Regions from separate parts of the Mus musculus genome. Here all the other regions are linked to region 2. Evidence: chromatin contacts called from public HiChIP or PLAC-seq and capture Hi-C data. All regions are on one chromosome and are shown on one strand. Each heading gives the region's core, a stretch centred on a gene start, on an enhancer-like site or on the middle of the called end of the contact. The rest is flanking DNA. Distances are from core to core; before and after follow the strand shown. Region 1 has its middle 15 kb from the start of Fyb. Region 2 overlaps Dab2 (disabled 2, mitogen-responsive phosphoprotein). Region 3 has its middle 68 kb from the start of Gm16311.

What was found. HiChIP or PLAC-seq counts read pairs in DNA pulled down with a chosen protein or histone mark. Capture Hi-C pulls out chosen DNA fragments and counts their contacts.
Region 1: an H3K4me3 HiChIP or PLAC-seq map of bone marrow-derived macrophages shows a contact between it and region 2, with 2.6 times the contacts expected there. The contact joins two enhancer-like sites. A contact is called at or near these places in 5 of 484 Hi-C or Micro-C datasets (adipose-derived mesenchymal stem cells, bone marrow-derived macrophages, cortical neurons and 1 more), 3 of 115 datasets of contacts at active chromatin or transcription factors (bone marrow-derived dendritic cells, bone marrow-derived macrophages and stem cell-derived neural progenitor cells) and 2 of 9 other capture datasets (adipose tissue and liver).
Region 3: a capture Hi-C map of bone marrow-derived macrophages shows a contact between it and region 2, with 7 times the contacts expected there. The contact joins two enhancer-like sites. A contact is called at or near these places in 1 of 15 datasets of contacts at CTCF or cohesin (the NIH/3T3 cell line), 7 of 484 Hi-C or Micro-C datasets (the C2C12 cell line, the NIH/3T3 cell line, the Patski cell line and 4 more), 6 of 115 datasets of contacts at active chromatin or transcription factors (acute myeloid leukemia, bone marrow-derived macrophages, cardiomyocytes and 3 more) and 5 of 9 other capture datasets (adipose tissue, bone marrow-derived macrophages, embryonic stem cells and 2 more).

What each region holds. Positions count from the first base shown.
Region 1 is chr15:6,562,604-6,566,804 of GRCm38.p6, reverse strand. It overlaps a transcript of Fyb not described here. Among named protein-coding and RNA genes, the nearest start is that of Fyb, 15 kb to the left of the region's middle. Within about 2 kb of position 1,639, at least 158 of the 459 cell types and tissues checked have an H3K27ac peak or open chromatin away from gene starts, as enhancers often do. A contact at or near this core is called in bone marrow-derived macrophages, where this site is marked.
Region 2 is chr15:6,401,926-6,406,097 of GRCm38.p6, reverse strand. All of the region lies in intron 1 of Dab2 (disabled 2, mitogen-responsive phosphoprotein), which reads right to left. Among named protein-coding and RNA genes, the nearest start is that of Dab2, 17 kb to the right of the region's middle. Within about 2 kb of position 1,552, at least 16 of the 459 cell types and tissues checked have an H3K27ac peak or open chromatin away from gene starts, as enhancers often do. A contact at or near this core is called in bone marrow-derived macrophages, where this site is marked.
Region 3 is chr15:6,239,565-6,243,895 of GRCm38.p6, reverse strand. No RefSeq gene overlaps it. Among named protein-coding and RNA genes, the nearest start is that of Gm16311, 68 kb to the left of the region's middle. Within about 2 kb of position 1,620, at least 7 of the 459 cell types and tissues checked have an H3K27ac peak or open chromatin away from gene starts, as enhancers often do. A contact at or near this core is called in bone marrow-derived macrophages, where this site is marked.

The DNA of each region.
Region 1 (4,201 bases), core at 390-2,889, 160 kb before region 2:
GGTTCTGTAGGAATGGGGAGACAATGTGAAGTCTGCTGATTCCCTTTGGCTTTTGTGGCCACTTCTTCTTCCTTACCTCAAGACTTCTGCACGCAGAGAGAAACATCACAAGCCATACCGTGCAGGACTGGCTCCTATGTAATGTGTGAAAAACAAAAACAAAAACAAAAACAAGCCGGGCATGGTGGCACATGCCTTTAATCCCAGCACTTGGGAGGCAGAGGCAGGTGGATTTCTGTGTTCGAGGCCAGCCTGGTCTACAAAGTGAGTTCCAGGACAGCCAAGGCTACACAGAGAAACCCTGTCTCGAAAAACCAAACAAAAACAAAAACAACAAACAACAAACAAACAAAACAAAACCCCCAAACAAAACCCCCAAACAAACAAAAAACTCACCACCAACAAAAAAACCCAAAAAACAAAAACAAACAAACAAACAAAGAACCCCCCCCCAAACGGCAGTGGCTTTTCTCTTCTGTATTTTGTCCTTTTTAAAAAAACCTCGACATTATTCGTCTCATTTCTCTTTTCTTTTAAAAAACTCTCTGGCGGAGTTAGTTTCCATCTCTGAGCTTCTAAAGATCCTAGAGACATAGTTACATTGGAGAATAAGACTTTAAAAAACCTACAGGGCCAGGGCTGGAGACAGTGCTTACTGCTTAAGGACACTGGTTGTTTATCCCGAGGACCTGGGTACCCAAACAGTGGCTCAGCATCTGCTGGACCCCCAGTTCCCGTGGATTGTGGTGCCCTCTTCTGTTCTCCATGGGTACTGCACACAGTTGAGGTACATAGATATCCAAATATTAACAACAACAACAGAATCAACATGGACAAAAAAAAAAAAAAAAAAAAATAGTGATGAGGTCTCAACCCTACATTAAGACATAAAGGCGACTAAGGAATGCTGAATCCAGGAGAGATACTCTTTCCCAGGGAAATGCACACGGACTGGCTGGCAATAACAAATGTCAGCGCAGAAGAATGTACATATGAGTACCATTATACAGATCGAGCGGGTTGTATTTATGAATTTAGAAATATATCTAAGTAGCAACAGTGAAAATAAAAGAGGCTATGAATTTGAATAGGAATGGGGGGGGGGAGACACGGAAGGATTTGATATCTAATTATGACCTCCCACACGAATGGTTTAACTTGGTTTATCTAGAGTTTTTCTTTGCACAAAAAGTACAATTTGATGACATCAGTATTTGATAGAAAAATATAAGGAAAATTAAAAAAAAGATTAAATGTTTAAAATAGAAGATTCGAGAATAGTCACAGTTTCTTCATTCTTGATGAATGTCTTGACCAGATTTTTTTTTTTTTAAAGTGGGGAAAGGAAAGCCTCAAGGTCAGCTGAGAACACAGGGAAGACTTTCAGCAAAACCGCAATGTTTCCTCCCCTTCCTTCTGGCTCCACCCCTTTGATTTGGATAGCAAGTTCCCTATAGGGCTGGAGTGCCTGGAGAGGCCCCATCTGGCTTGCACCCTACCCCTGACTGCTCACTGTGTTTCTTGTTAACCTCTTATCCTCACGCTCCCTGGTCCCTGTCTTTCCGATCCAGTGAACACACACCGGTCAATGTTCTCTGGCTGTCCGGCCGACCGGACATGAGACACATGAGTTGGCAATCTGTTTTAGACTCCTTTTTCTGACTCACAGTCTTACCTCCTGTCAGCGTGTCCCTGTCTCTCAGCCTCCCAAGTATCTTTGGAATTTCGCCCTCCCCTCCCCCACCGAGCACTGCCTCTAGTCTTCCTGTCTGGCACTAACACAGCCTCTTACAGTACTGCTTTTCTTCAAATAGGATCCTTTCCCCGTAGGCCTGTCACGATCTCTCTGTGATAAACGAATCACATTTGCTTAAAGCATTTCATTGGGTTTCCAACCCTTAGGGTTAAAAAAAAAAAAAAAAAAGACATTTTTTTAAAACTTTCTTGAGTTCTGGGTATTGAACCTATAGACTTACTCTAGGTAAGTGCTTTAATATTCCATATTCCAAACCCTCAGTGGCAAGTGACACTGTTTTATTAACTTGGAAGACATCTATAGTCGCACACAGCACCCACTTCTCTCAATTCCTGCCTTCCCCGTAACTTCACCTGGACTCCTGCACATCTGTATGTAAGCTCAGGTCACATTATTCTCTCACACTCGCCTCCTAACGATATTATCACGTGGTAATATCGTTATGTCCTGATTCATTAAATCTTGTCCTGTCCCAGTTGACAAGTTATTGGTAGTTGATGGCTGCTGAGGGAGGAGCATCATCTTGCTTTGAGGAGTATGGCCACAGCAGGTCCCCCATGCTCCAGTGGGTGACCTAACACTCATGTGCACACTGGCAGTACTAATTGCACTCTGTGGGCTCAGTTAATTAATCAATTAATTAATAACTAGAAAATGAGCACCTGGAAATGAGAAGGAGATGTGCTGAAAAGTCCTGGGTGCAGAAAAAGGGTGAATATGATCAAGATACATTGTATACATGTATAAAAATTTCAAGTGTGTATTTAAAGCATCAGGGGACATTTATGCCAACAGCACATAACCAAAGCAAGGTTTTAATCTTTATTAGACCTTTGATTTGGAATAAAAACAAGGATTCCAAAATAATTTGGACCAAGATGAAGAAATTTCAAGATGAGCCATCAATAATATACAACTGTTATGGTTTGTAGGCTTGATAATCATTTTGTAAGAGATGCATACTGAAAAATTTAAGAACTAGTTATTCCATTTTACATAGTTTATGTACTCAGGTGGTTTATGAAGTATTTATATAAACACGTGTGATGCGTCAAAATGTTAAAAATCTGAATGAATTTAAATGATGAGAATGAAGGATTTCAGGAATTATTGTTTAAGCTTTTCTGTAAATTTGAACTAAAAAAAAAACAGAAACAGAACAACAATAACATTGAAAAGGGAAATGTAGACTGGGCATTTTCACATTCAGACAGACGTCTGGCTGCCTGTGAGAGTCTAATCCCATTAGTGGTCTAGAGAGCTGGCATGGCTTGCTCTACTTGGTCCCGTCATGAAAGTCACCTGCCTGACCTCAGCTGGCATTGGCTTTGCAAGTCATGATGTGATGAGCCTTCGAAATTCTCCTCCTGGCTTATCCTTCATGGCATTGCTTCTCCTGAAGTCTACAGACTGACCTCAATTATGACCTTGAAAAATCCACATGGAAACTGGAAACCATGGATTGCATGAGCTGTAAGAGCATGTATGTCAGATCACACACATGTAAATGCATCTCCCCCAAGTCAGTGGCCAGATGAAGGGGAGAAGCATCAAGAGATAACCTTTTTCCTGGAGAAATAACATCTCTATCTTCCAGAACTTGGATCCTGGACACACCATCATGATGAGCAAGCCTGAGTTTTGTAGGTAGTGAGCACAGAGGAACCCCAGGAAAGTCGTGATAGTCTGTGGCAAGTAATGGCAGCAAATAGGCCCCCGGAATAATGATGATTGAAGTTTGACTTTCTTTGAGCACTTGGTCTTTCTTTGTCTTTCTTTGACTTTCTTTTATATTAGAAAGACCAAGGAGCTGTTGAGATGGCTCAGTGGTTAAGAGCACTGGCTGTTTTTCCAGAGAACCCAGGTTCAATTCCCAGCACCCACATGGTGGCTCACAATTGTCTGTTACTCAAGTTTCAGGTCCTTTGACACCGTCTTTGGTCCTCCATAGACAATGTATGCCCATGGTGCCTGGGCATACATGCAGAAAAAAATACTCATACACTAAATAAGTAAGTAAACAAATAAATAGATAAATACCAGCTGGAGACACTGTCACCTGTAGCAATGCTCTGTGAGTCTTCCCCCTCCCCGAGTCACCCCCCCCACCCCCCGAATTGAAGGAAGAGGAAGCAGAGCTCCAAAGCTGAGGTTCTCCTGAATACAAAAACCCCACACATTTTAATCTTACATCACCAGACTTAGGTGTTTTTAGATATGATATTTCTGCAATGCTCTCAATATAACCAAGTACAGCTATCTTATAGAGAAACATGAGAAATATTACTCACAACTTATTCACCTTTGAACCCCAGGACATATTGTTTTATATGCCAAAGAGGAACTGCAGGGGAAATGATTCAAGTTCAAGGTTATATGGGAAAAAAAAAACCCAAATGCATAGTGCTGTGTCTATTACAGCACAAGATATTTTAAGCCTTGAGG
Region 2 (4,172 bases), core at 303-2,802:
GAACAACTTACATGAAGAGTTTTAATGTTTGCATACTTTTTAAAAATGTAACTACTGACATGTGCATTACTGGAATCTATCACAGGGCTTTGGGGCAGTGATTTGAACAGAAGTTTCATGGATCAGATACAACACCATAGCGAACACATAAAGCACACTTTACGTTTGGCATGTAAACTTAACATGGATAGTATGTTTGAACTTTGCAAGATGGCTCTTTGCAAAAGAGACTACTACAGAAAACCACAACCAGTAGGGCGTGGTGGTGCACGCCTTTAATCCCAGCACTCGGGAGGCAGAGGCAGGAGGATTTCTGAGTTCGAGGCCAGCCTGGTCTACAAAGTGAGTTCCAGGACAGCCAGGGCTACACAGAGAAACCCTGTCTCGAAAAAAACCAAAAAAAAAAAAAAAAAAAAGAAAGAAAACCACAACCAATCAAAGTGCAGGGTTGTGGAGCTCAGTCCCTACAGATACATCTACAAAACATCCCAACATCTCAGGCTCTGGAAACACTGGGGAAAAGGGGGCAGAAAGATTATGAGTTGAAAAAAAATCAAGGAGATTGTGTCTCCTAGTCACATCAGAAGCTATACGTATAAAGTGTCGGGAACATGACAGTCAAACTTGAGCTGAACAAAAAGGCACCAATAAACATGTCAAACGTCAGGGGCTTGGGGGCAGCCCATGAGGCCGCAATCCTACACAAAGAACTACAGGGAACCAAGTAAAACTGGGAGCTGGAGAAGCGGTCTTCCCCAGTGAGGAGCATAAAAAGTGGCTGTCTCGTGCCAAATGATCAGCCCCCAAAACATATATATTAAGTAACATTATGCCGACTCAACGGGATATATTCAGGAATATAATACGTGCATGGACACAATGACAATTGATGACAAGAGCATAAATATGAACGTGAGTGGCCTGGGTATATGGGAAGAAAGGAGGGAAATTCAATTACAATTTCAAAACTTCAACAAAATAAAACTGAAGAGTCAGATGTGGTGAATGGACTCAGCCACATCACCATTGGATTTCTGGGGAAAAGCAGGAGTATTTGCTACAGTCCTCTCACACACGCCAAGCGTTTCGTGTTCAATGACTCTCCTTCTTTAAGATAGGTGAGATGCTTTTATCAAAGCTAGTTTTCCTAGCTCTCAGCTAGTTTTTAAATAAAATCACATTTAAAAAAAATCTTAGCACTTTGTTTTCAGGGCTAGCCAAGTTGTATTTGTCTGTTCCCACCGGAAATAACCCCAAAGAAAGTGTTGCCCATCTGTGTGGACCTAAAGACACAATCAATACTCAACGCTCTGGTTGTTCTCCTAGGGTGTGTGTACACAATCCTAGGAAACACATCTCACTCTCTATTCAAGTACCATGAGTCACCTTAAAACTCTACGCAATGTTCCGAGTTAAAGCAAGCATGCTATTTATAAGGATGTGTATATATTTGAAACTTTAGGTTATAAATGCAGAGTCACACACCCCAACAGAATTATGATCTTGTAACCACACCAGGATGCTTTAAAAGAGGAAAAACAACCTTAAGCCTTTCCTCTTCCACAAACCAGTGCAAGAAATACTGCCTGCTATTTGGTTTCTTTGTGGCTGAATGATATAAACCCCAATGAGATTTCCCTTCCCCGGCAGAGCCCCGCCTTCACAGAATCCAGAAAGCCAACCCTTGAGTGTGGCCCCCACCTTTCTCCAACTCAGGTTTCAGACACATGCTGAGGTTTTAAGAGTTTTAGGAAGAAGGACCCAGCTGCCCTGTCACATCAGTGCAGAGCAGTCAAACTGGGGTGTGTGCAACAATTGTTTATAGTCACTAGGACTAACTCCTGTGTCGATTACATTTCTATGTCTAGACCAGACTTCAGGAAGAAGGCAGCATTACGATTGCATAGACTCAACCCAAGACCGGTTTAAATGCTGCAATTCTGAAATGCTGCCTCTAGATTCTAGGTTGCCTTTCTGGTAGAATATGCCCTTTGTTTTGGTGCTCAGTCTATCCTTAGGGCTGGCAGTCACCATGAGAACCTTACTGGCCCATATTTCCTTGATACAATCTATTCAATCTGGATACGATTTTGCCAACAAAGCATCAAGCTTTGTCTCCAAGAATCCTGGTGACTGTGCTAACTTCAATGGCTAATGCTTTTTTTTTTAATCTATCTACGGTTTACTGTTATTTCCTGTGCTCAGAATATTAAATATCTAAATATTAAACATCTAAATAATAAATATTAATATTAAAGATTGTTCTTAATGGTTCAGCTGATTTTGTTTTGAGCAGATTTTTTTGCTCTTAAATACAAAGACACATAAAGAGGTCATTTAAAAATATCTAGAAGCTGATGATACTGGTGTGTCCCTTCAGTTCCTGCTTCTGTTGGGGTCAAGACAAGATTATTTGAGCCTAAAAGTTAGAGATCAGCTTGGGAAATGAAGAGATTTCATCTCAACAAAACAAAACAAAACAAAACAAAAATAACATGAGACTTTCTATTATTTGCTGAGTGTTAGGTTTATAGAGGAACCAGGGACCTGAGACCCAATCCTGTTATATTAATACTAGTGTCCTAGCAAACTGAAGGTTAGGGAGCTTCCAAAGTACTGTCTAAAAAGCCAGAACTCTCCCTGAAGAAATAAGAATGTGTAGTCTCATTTAATACACCTTGACTAGTGCACAAACTAGGAGGTCACTAGATAAAAAATGCCTGGTAATATTGGGTTCTGCTATAGGATTTGATATAGAAACTTGTTTCTTGAGTATTATACAGATATTATTCTGGTCCTGAAATTTTAGAATGTATGATCCAAAAATATCCTGGGATAGCTAACCCACCTGCCTTCAAATTGTGTTTATGGTTATTTAAAAACAACCACCACCACCCCACCACCACACACACACACACACACACACACACACACACACACACACACACACACAACTACTGCAGACTAAATATAAGATGAAATACAAGGTGGCATATAAGCACAATTACTAACTGTGGAAAGATAATTCAAAGGAAAGATAATTTCAGGGCAGAGCCATACCTACGAGGTTCTAGTCATTAAAACAATAGGCGTCATCTAAATTAGCCTTCCGGGATTCAATTTCTATGTCGCCTTAAGCAAATTGGTTGCATAATTTCAACAAGAAAGAGGGAAGTGAATGGAAGTGCTTCAGAGAACTAGGACTTTCCAGGAAATAAAGACAGAGCTCACTGGCTTTCTTTTCTGACTGTAAATTTCTAAGAATATTAAAAATTACTTTATTCTGTATGGTTTCAAAAAGTTTGCTCCAGAGTTAAAAATGGAATATATATTTATGTGAGAGAGGACTCTGTTGCCTTCTAACAGTATAATTATTCTAGAGTTGCAGTTGTGCAATAAAAATTTATCTGCTGGACATAATAGCAAGTGCCTTTAATCCAGCACTTGGAAGACAGATAGCAAATCTCTGCGCTCCAGGCCACCCAGGGCTACATAGCGATACTCTCTCTAAATTAAACAAAACAAAATAATCAAGTCTGTCTGTATGTCTCTTACACACACACACACACACACACACACACACACACACACACACACTACCCTGGTTATATCACTAGAAACAGTTCAGCAGTTCCATTCTTAAATATTAATTTTATTTGCTGTGGGTTTGTTTATTTATTGCTTTTAATAAAAACCCTTGAAATGATATTAGCCAAATAGCTTTAAAGATCCTAGAAAAATGTGATTTCTTTTCCTCCCTGCTCATCTAGATAGCACACTTCAAATGGAAGTGACTAGTGTAGACCAGGCTAGCCTGGAACTTGTCAGAGACCTACCTTCCTCTGCTTCCCAAGTGGTGGGAAAGGTGTGCTCTGCCACACACAACATGATTAGTGTCTTAGCTTTGCTTAGATAAAGACTACCCACAAAACATTGGTTTCTTATAAACCTTGTACTGCTGGCCTATTAGATCATATATAGCATCAAGGGATTGCTACTTCCCAAAGTGCTTAACACATTTGAAATATTAAATGTGTGCATTAAAACCATTTCTGTAGTTTTCTAAACTTATGCCTGTATTGTTTTAAAATGTGCTATTCAAAGTCACCATCAATTGCAGAGTATCAAAGTCTTACTATCTAACAGGGGACTGAGAACAAAGCCCTACAAGA
Region 3 (4,331 bases), core at 371-2,870, 160 kb after region 2:
AAGGGACTCCCACAATAGTAGAATCCATTTCTGAGGTGACAATAGAGTAGAGAGTTCCAGGGAAATGCAGAAGGCCTAGGTAGCATTCTCTGCACTTGGCATGGTTTAGCACACCATCTTCTCAGAGGAGAGCCCAAAGCTGGCATGTTGAGTAAGAGATGGATCCGTCTGCACTGAGACACCTGAGAGAATATCATTGAGTTTAGCCACACCCATACATTTTATTTCAAAAATAATTGAATAAGTCTGTACTGGCTAGTTTTGTGCCAACTTGACACAGCTGGAGTTATCACAGAGAAAGGAGCTTCAGTTGAGGAAATGCCTCCATGAGATCCAACTGTAAGGCATTTTCTCAATTAGTGATCAAGGGGGAAAGGCCCCTTGTAGGTGGGACCATCTCTGGGCTGGTAGTCTTGGGTTCTATAAGAGAGCAGGCTGAGCAAGCCAGGGGAAGCAAGCCAGTAAAGAACATCCCTCCATGGCCTCTGCATCAGCTCCTGCTTCCTGACCTGTTTGAGTTCCAGTCCTGACTTCCTTGGTGATGAACAGCAATGTGGAAGTGTAAGCTGAATAAACCCTTTCCTCCCCAACTGCTTCTTGGTCATGATGTTTGTGCAGGAATAGAAGCCTGACTAAGACAAAGTCCAAGATCAGAGGTATCTAATTTCTCTGTTGTTATTATTGTTGTTGTTTGAGATGGGATCTCATGCAGGTCAAGCTTGCCTCAAACCATTCTATGGCTGAGGATGGCTTTGAACTCTTGGTTCTCCTGCCTCTATCTCCCAAGTGCAGGGATGACTGGCATGTGTCACCATCAATGGTGACACTTTATTTTTCATTAGAAAACATCCAGCCACACACCGAGGAGCCAGGACATCCCTGTCAGTGTGCAGGGAACATTCTAACTCTCTGAGAATAAGGCAAAAAGACACACACTATGCCACAAAGTTACCACAATCCTCAGCATGGGACTAAAAAAAAAAGTAAGAATTTAATTATTTCCCTTTTCCTTCATACTTTCTGGATGTGTACGCAGTTTACACGATCCCTTGGCTAAGATGACATAAACCTGTAAACTGGCAATGGAAGTGCACACCTGTGATTCCAGCTCCCCAAGGGACTGAGGCAAATGGACCACAGACTTGATAGCGTTTCATCTAAGAATATACGGGATACTATCACATGTTTCTATGAGGCATCAGTCTAATCTTTACCAGAGGAGAAGGCCATATTGTCTCAATCACTTCTTTTTGATGTTGTGTTCAAGGAAGTGCACGTAAGAGATGATATCGAGCAGCCCAAAAATACTTCATGAACTCCTCGTATTCTGTAGGATGTTTGCTCCCTCAGCTGACCATCTGATTGGCAGTTGGAAGGCTTGCCACCATATTCTATTGTTGTGGCTGTTTATTCTCACATTCCATTAAGCATAACCGAAGAGAGCGTTATTTAAGTGAATATAGTCATCTATTTCCACTGAACTATGGCCTTAAAGAAACACACACACACACACACACACACACACTCACACACAATCTCTCCACTTCCTTTGGGAAGACATGTGACTAACTGCTTTCTCAGCAAGCCACTTTTCCTGAATCTGAGTTATTTCCTTTCCTACAGAGAAAAGTTGCTGCCATCACTTCCACCGCTTTTGTAATGGCCTTTTGTGTGTACCGTATATTCCTTAAGAGAGGAGTTTTTTAAAAAAATGTCTCTTCCTTTTTTCTTATTTAGGCAAGAATTGTTTACTCTAAAGGAAAAAAAATGTAATGTTTTCAAAAATCTGCATTTGTGGAGATTTCTGGTACAAGAGAGTTCTCTTTAAAAGGTCCTTTAAACAAGCGTTTTAAAAATCTAAACGTAAGAGAAACACACTCTAAGCCCAACATCACCCGAGTATTCAGCAACTTCCTTATCTCCTGGGCTCTTCTTCAGCTTGATTTTTGATCAACCTTTCTCTAATGGTTAACTTTGAAGTTTGTCCGGCTGCCTTGTTATCCTGTCCTGATAGGCTTTGTACCAGGCTATCCTGATAGGCTTTGTACCAGGCTATCCTGATAGGCTTTGTACCAGGCTATCCTGATTGATAGGCTTTGTACCAGGCTATCTTGATTTTATTCCTCAGCTACCCCATCTCTCAGCTGTCTTTGTTAGGCCCTCTTTGGATCCTCTAACTGACATGTTCTTTTCTCTCTGTCATCTTTCTCCATGGGTAACTGGACAGTCCCCACATGTCCTCGCTGACCTTCCAGACTCATCTATCTGGTCACCCGCTGTTGTTCTCACATTCAGCCTGACTGGGCTGCTCTGAACTCCAGTCTCATGCCTCCTACAAAGATCTTAAATGTCCCCTAAAGTCAACGTGACCTAAGTGAAGTCAACCATTTCTGCTTTCCTCGCTTATTTCCAGACACGAACATCCAATGACAAGACATTGGGTCACCATGCCTTCATTTTCTTGTCTGACATCCCACATGTGTATTCCCCTGATCCCATTCAATTGCTCTCACCAGCTCTCTTTCTAATTATGCCTGAGTGATTATCTGGCTGCCTAGTTTCTTACCTGGGCTACGCATAGATCTAAACACAAGAGAAACACAGTCTAATCAAGCCCAACTTCACCCAAGTATTTAGCAACTTCCTTATGTCCTGGGCTCTTTTTCAGCTTGTTTTCTGATCATCCTCAATAACAAGAAAACACCCAATGTTTATTTCATCTGTTCATTCTAACCAAGAGATTATGTAGAATGTGTACAAATGCAAAAAAAAAAAAGTGACAGAAAGGGGAAATAATTAAATTTTCATGCCAGAGATTTATTATAAAACAACAAGAAAAAAGATGCTCATTGTCAGCTATTGGATGGAACTCAGGGTCCCCAATGGAGGAGCTAGAGAAAGTACCCAAGGAGCTGAAGGGGTCTGCAACCCTATAGGTGGAACAATATGAACTAACCAGTACCCCCGGAGCTCGTATCTCTGGCTGCATATGTAGCAGAAGATGGCCTAGTCAGCCATCATTGGGAAGAGAGGAGCCTTGGTCTTGCAAAGTTTATATGCCCCAGTAGAGGGGAATACCAGGGCCAAGAAGTGGGAGTGGGTGGGTAGGGGAGCAGGGTGGGAGGGGGGTATAGGGGACTTTCAGGATAGCATTTGAAATGAAAATGAAGAAAATATCTAATAAAAAGTTGAAAAAAAATAAAGAAACCACCCATGAAGTATTCATTTGACTTGAAGCCTTTGATATATCCCCATTTCAAATAAAGACTCCAAACTCCCTCATATATCCAGCTGCTGTTGCTTTGCCATGGCCCAGATTCCACATCCTTACCTACCACTGCAAAGGCACACACACTAACTTTGAGATGACCTTTGCAAGTGTTTTCTTGCACACACTGTTATTATCTCTACTTGAAATTATTCCCTTTTTTCCCCTGCCTAATAATTGCTGTTCCCCACAACCCCAAAGTTAGCTCAAATAATCCACCTGCAGCTCTGAGTTCGTGTTATCAGTTCTTGCACTAAAGCTCTCCCACTGGCCCTACCTATGCATTAGCAGTATGGGCTTTGGATTTTAAATGCTAAATAGTAAAAAGTAGTGTTTAGAAGGCAGGGGATGTCTTCTTGTTTGGCTTGTGGCAGGCCTTTGCTTGCTATTTGCTGACCACACTGAACTAATGCAAGTCTTAACCGCGGAGGAAGCGATTTCAAGTACCAGCTCTACGCGTAACGGCTACGTTTTCTCCCTTCCAAAGAACTTTATCTGCCTTCACCCTTTTCATACATAACTGGAGAGTCTTCTGAAGTTTATGATTCAGACCGGAAGCAAGGGCAGTGAATATGCAGTGCCTGAATTGAGAGTCTGAGGAGTCTGTCAAAGATGAGCTAGTAGTGAGGCATTGGCCAGCTCTTACCTGCCTTATTCTTTATACAACATTATTGAGCACAAGACAAAAGAGGTCAGGTCCAGGAGCTACAGAATACTGTGTGCACACAGTCAAAGGCAATTTCTCTCTTTCCCAGAGGGAAGAAAAATGGGGGTACCCAGCCTTCCTCTCTACAATCTCTTGTGGAAGAGTACTCAGAGAACTGTTCCCTTACTCTTGATCTAATTTAGTCAGTTGCTGAGGAAAGACTACAGGTTTGCCTGCGTGTCACGGCAACAGAGGAGATCACTTTTGGAGAAAGAAGGGATGCAAGAAGCAGCAGTCACTCAGTTTAAAGCCAAAACTGGGGATTCCTGGGGTTTAACAGGATGCTACTTAGCACGTAAGTGAGTTTGCTCAATTGCCTTACCAAGATGGGGTTCCAGCTGCAAGAAGATATGGAAT